Linked DNA regions of Ovis canadensis: region 1 is linked to region 2. The links are chromatin contacts, called in public Hi-C maps. All regions are on one chromosome and are shown on one strand. Each heading gives the region's core, a stretch centred on a gene start, on an enhancer-like site or on the middle of the called end of the contact. The rest is flanking DNA. Distances are from core to core; before and after follow the strand shown. Region 1 has its middle 60 kb from the start of AMOTL2. Region 2 has its middle 11 kb from the start of CEP63.

Evidence for each region. Hi-C and Micro-C count contacts between places; a contact is called where the count stands out from the background.
Region 1: a contact with region 2 is called in a Hi-C map of fibroblasts, with 10 times the contacts expected there. The contact joins two enhancer-like sites. A contact is called at or near these places in 2 of 2 Hi-C or Micro-C datasets (fibroblasts and lung).

What each region holds. Positions count from the first base shown.
Region 1 is chr1:258,140,606-258,143,305 of ARS-UI_OviCan_v2, forward strand. No RefSeq gene overlaps it. Among named protein-coding and RNA genes, the nearest start is that of AMOTL2, 60 kb to the left of the region's middle. Within about 2 kb of position 1,261, the one cell type or tissue checked has open chromatin away from gene starts, as enhancers often do. A contact at or near this core is called in fibroblasts, where this site is marked.
Region 2 is chr1:257,984,810-257,987,509 of ARS-UI_OviCan_v2, forward strand. No RefSeq gene overlaps it. Among named protein-coding and RNA genes, the nearest start is that of CEP63, 11 kb to the left of the region's middle. Within about 2 kb of position 1,417, the one cell type or tissue checked has open chromatin away from gene starts, as enhancers often do. A contact at or near this core is called in fibroblasts, where this site is marked.

The sequences.
Region 1 (2,700 bases), core at 11-2,510, 160 kb after region 2:
TGCTCTTCCTTAAACCCTCTGAACACAAGGCTCCCTCTTTCACCCATCTTTTGGGCTAACTCCTATTGGCCTCTCAGGTCACTTGGCAGCTTCCTCCTGGAAGCCTTCCAAGATCTCCCAATCTGGGTTATTCTTTTATGTTTCCCAACACCCTTGGCTTTGTCCCTCTCTGGGTGTTTCAGCAACTGTCTCTAGAATCTGAATGTCAGCTCCTAAAGGACAGGAGGTGCCTTGTTCACCTCTGTGCCCCCAGAATTTAGCTCAGGGACTGTCACAGCTCAGTAAATATTTGGTGAATGAATTAAATACGTCAGTTCAGTTCAGTCGCTCAGTCGTGTTCGACTCTGCGACTCCATGAACCACAGCATGCCAGGCCTCCCTGCCCATCACCAACTCCCAGAGTTCACCCAAACCCATGTCCATCGAGCTGGTAATGCCATCCAAACATCTCATCCTCTGTGGTCCCCTTCTCCTCCTGCCCTCAATCTTTCCCAGCATCAGGGTCTTTTCCAATGAGTCAGCTCTTCGCATCAGGTGGCCAAAGTATTGGAGTTTCAGCTTCAACATCAGTCTTTCCAATGAACACCCAGGACTGATCTCCTTTAGGATGGACTGGATGGATTTCCTTGCGTCCAAGGGATTCTCAAGAGTCTTCTCCAACACCACAGTTCAAAAGCATCAATTCTTCGGTGCTCAGCTTTCTTCATAGTCCACCTCTTCCTTTATAGTCCAACATGACCACTGGAAAAATAGCCTTGACTCTTGGATATTTAGTCCCTTCCTGGCTTGTCAAAGAGCACCTGATCCCAAACTGGATCTTCTGCTTTTCCCTTCCCCTCTTCAAGCCTTACCAGCCACAGTATGCCCTAAAGTTGGCAAATCTAGGGTCTGAACTCTGTCCCTTGAGGCTGGTGGATTCCATCGTCCCTTCCACCCCTTCCCCTGACTTCTCCATGCCACAGTGGACTACATCGGGTTTCCCTTCTTTTCTAAACCACATCTGCTCTCGAAGCACGCTACCCTGGGACTGGTGTTGAGTCCCCGATGGTCTGGCAGCCGTCAGTACCCTATCCTCCAGCCGGACGTGCTACAGGTTCTGGGGGGTGGCAGAGAGGGGGCCCTCCCGCGGAGCCGCTGCCAGGCGTTCTCCAACGGGAGGGGACCGAACTTCTGCGTTCAGGGCGCGCAGTGTACACCCTGTTCACATTCCTAAGCAGACCGGAATGCGGACGCGGGACAAGCCAAGGGCCGCATTCCTCGGGTTGGGCGGGAGCACGGCCCGGGCCCCGCCCCGCCAGCCCCGGCCCCGCCCCCAGGCCCTGCCTGCTGGACCCTGGACCACAGCCTGAGAGGGCGTCCCCTGGCGGTGCCGGCGGCCAGAGGCGGGACCCGCGGCTCTGCCCTCTATTCCGGGCCCCCTGCCCGTCCTCCCCGCCTCCTCCCGGGTTCTCTGGGCCTGAACCCAGCCCGCCCTTTGGATCTTAGAATCCCCTCCTTTATCTTCCCCGGGAAGCTGCCTGCTTCCGGAAACTGATTAGGACTCCAAAGCGCTTATTGGTTTTTGTTATGTGCTGCCAGTCAAATCAGAAAAAAAGGAATGGCTCCCCAGGCCTTCACAAAATCCTAACTCCAGGGTGGCTTCCTCTCCTGGCTTCCCATCCTGTCCCCAGGGAGCCCGTCTTGACCTGCCTCTGATGGGTGCCTCTGTGGGAATTTCCCACCCTCGTGCGCGGTCTCCTCCCAGCTGGCCCAGCTGGCACCATCAGGGCCAGAGACCAAGATGAATGGCCTCGCCCCTGCCGAGTCACCTCCCACTGCTCCACTGAGGGCTTGGGGAAAGAAAATGTGGCCCTAAGTCGAAAGCTGTGAGAAAATGGGCCTGAGTCTGTAGGTCTGTACCTTGGCCTCTACTGGAAAAAGCACCACTGCCTCAGAGGAAGGATCCCTGGGAGCCGAGGCCCCAAGAAAGTGGAAAGCCACTGGGCTGAGGGTTTCCACGATGGTGTAGAAACACAACACACACACAAACTGCACTAACCTCAAAACACCACTGAAACAGGTTAGCAAAAAAGGGCTTGTACCCAGAACCAGGACTGGGCTATACATGTTTAAGTCACCCTCCAGGGTCTTGAAGAAGAGGAGCTGTTTACTCACTCCTTCGTGAGGGGACAGGCAGCTTGTTTCCCCAGATACCTGGTCAATGGAATGGTGGACACTGCCAGGAAGGCGTGGGCTCACACCCTACTTTCTCAGCTTGTTGCAGGTATCCTTCCTAGTGGGAAAGAAGCTGTGCCCTCACGTTGCTTGCATATGGAAATTTGCATGTTTATCAGCCCATTACCGGTTAGGCACTCACCCTGTGGTTAAAGTGACATCTGAGCAGCCAGTAATGAAAGAAAGCATGCCTGGAACTTGCATTGCTCACCGTCAGAGAGGGTTGTGAATGTTGCCAGGAAAGATGGGAAAGCAGAAACCAAACTCTCATTGGCCAACACCTCAGCTGTAAGAAAGGGCAGGGCAGCAGGGGCACTGGATTGGAGCTTGGCCTTGATTGCTAGCTTACCTTGACCTTGAGAGCTGGCTTACCTTGCTCAGTTGTTTTCTCAGCCTCTCAAGGGAGGAAAACACTGTGGTCCCTTTGTCCCTGGCCAGGAGGGAGGCCCAGAGTGGTAGACAAGGTGGCTGGTGGCCCTGCAGCTC
Region 2 (2,700 bases), core at 167-2,666:
CAGAACTTGGGCTACAGTGAAAAAGAGCCAGAATCAGGATTTTGCCCACCTGAGACTCAAGCTCATACTCACAGTCAGGCCTGGAGACTCCTTACTATGCTGTTCTCCAGCTCTTTGTGTTATTTGTAGATGTTATTCACCATCATAAAATGAACCATTAGGCTCTAGAAAGACTATTTCCCAAAGTTTCCTTTCTTGACTTAACCCCGCTTGACCCACAGTTAAATTCATCCCCCAGTCCCTTGCCACACTTCCCCCCATCTGTGGGCTCCTGTGGAAAGTGGCGGGGGGGGGGGTGGGCAGTTAGGGGCTGGCAGGCGAGGGCAACTGCATGGTCACCTGAGAAGACACCCATCTGTGCCCGTCCTGGCCTTGACCTCTGCACCTGCACCAACCAGGACTGGCTTCATGGGCACACAGCCTGTGCAGACGCACCGGCCCCACATGCAGAAGCCCCCACCGTGGCTGTCTTGAAAACTTTAATCATTTTTGAACAAGCGGCTCACGTTTTCATTTTGTTCTAGGTTCCCGAAATTATGTAGCTGGTTCTTGGCACCCATCTATGGGGTTCCATGATGGACGGTGCCCTCACCTTGGGAGTGACAATTTAAGACACCGTGAGCATTGGCCTTAGGGGTGATAGAAGAGCAGGCAGGAAAGGCAAGAGAAAACCTGAGGCCAACCTTCAGGCTTCCTATGGAGTCCTGAAAGTTATTCCGGTTCCTCACAAAATCGTACAATGCGTTACTGAAAGTGTTTCCTGAGCTCCTATGTCTACAATGCGTTACTGAAAGTGTTTCCTGAGCTCCTATGTCATTCTTGTTGCCTGAAAGTGGCCCCTGGGGTGAGGGGTATGTAGAGAAATGCTGAAGGTGCAACAAGGTGGTTTTGTGGACGGCTAAGCAAACCTCAAGAGAGGTGTTCACCCAATCCTAGGTATGCTTTTGCCCAAATTTCATCTGGAGCTCAGCCAACTGCTACATGGATGTGTACCCTGTGGCCCTGAGTTCAGCAGTGCAGCTGGCTCAGAAAAGGGCCTCTGACTAAGAGGAGGGGCACAGCTGCAGAGCTGGGAACTTCAGTCCGTGCATTCCTTCAGGACGGTTCTACCCAGGTTTTTCTTTAGTTTACCTTCTGTGTTGGGCCATATGAAAAAGCTATTTTTATAGGTCAAAATAGTCACCGTTTCCTCTGTTTTTAGCTAATATTCTTTCCTAGAGCCAACTGTGCATGAATACACCCAAAGACACAGCATACACAAGGCACACAAACCAGACTTGATGAGGGAGGCAAGGATCTGGCAAAGGGTGGAGAATTTGAAAACAGCCAAATGACTGGAAAGGAAGTGAGAGAGGTTGATGTGTAAACCCATCCCCGTGATTCCATGCCTAGCCTGTGACTCAGCTCCCCTTTATCGTGGCCACCACCCAAGGACAAGGGGGTTTTCCTCCGCCCATGCCGTGGTCTTGCTGCCCCTCTCCAGGCACCGCTCCTGGTGCCGCCTCCTCCTCTGTCAGCTGAGTCTCAAGCCCTCCCCCCGACCCCCTTGCCATGCTGGCAGATTGGTATCCACTTTAACTGGCAGGCAGTCTAACTGTCCGAACTTCTTGAGGAAGAGGGAGGTCACTAGCGGGAACATCCTTGTATCTGTCATCCAATAAGACACCCCCCCACCTCATCCTCCCTCAGCGCAGCCCAGACAGATGTGCCTGGTGAGGCCCTTCTCTCCTGGCCCATCTTTTTATTTTATTAATTTAAGATAATTGCTTTACAGAATTTTGTTGGCTTCTGCCAAACAGCAACAAGATCAACAACCATAGGTATACATATATCCCCTCCCTTTTAAAACTCCCTCCCATCTCCCGCCCCATCTCACCCCATCAGATTGTCAGACTTTCAGATTGTCACAAAGGCCATGTTTGAGTTCCCTGAGTCACAGAGCAAATTCCCATTGGCTATCTATTTTACATATGGTAATGTAAGTTTCCCTGTTACTCCCTTTCCATGCATTTCACCCTCTCCTTCCTCCCCGCTACCCATGTCCATAATTCTGTTCTCTATGTCTGTGTCTCCGTTACTGCCCTGCAGATAATTTCATCAGTACCATCTTTCTAGATTCCATATAAGTCAGAAAGAGAAAGATACGTTTTGTATACTGGCCCATCTTCCTGGCTTTGCTTTTCCAGCTGCTCTTCTCCCGCCCACGCTCTCAACTCTCACGGCTCTGTGGGTGTTGAAAGATACTCTTTCTGCTCCATTCACAGCTCCTGCTCACCCGGGGCTGCCCTCTAGGAGATTCAGTCCTCACAAGTCCAAGTTCTTAGCCCTGGAGGACAGGCAGTAGTGGTTCCAGGAGTATAAGAGAAATGAGCCCCAGGCCAAGCTGGAGGATTCCAGGTAGACTGGACTTATTTACCTAAATATCTTTCTCTATACATTAGACTTATCTTTCTTCTTTCATGTTGTAAATTCCTTTAATAGAACCCACATCACCTTTACATCTTGTTTTATTTTACATAAAAGTTACTTATGTGAAATTACATATAAGTAAAATATATACAACCCACTGCACTATTTTTGCCTGGGGAATCCCGTGGACAAAGGAGCCTGGCAGGCTACATTCCATAGGGTCGCAAAATTGGACACGACTGAAGTGGGAAATAGATGGGGAAACAGTGGAAACAGTGTGAGACTTTATTT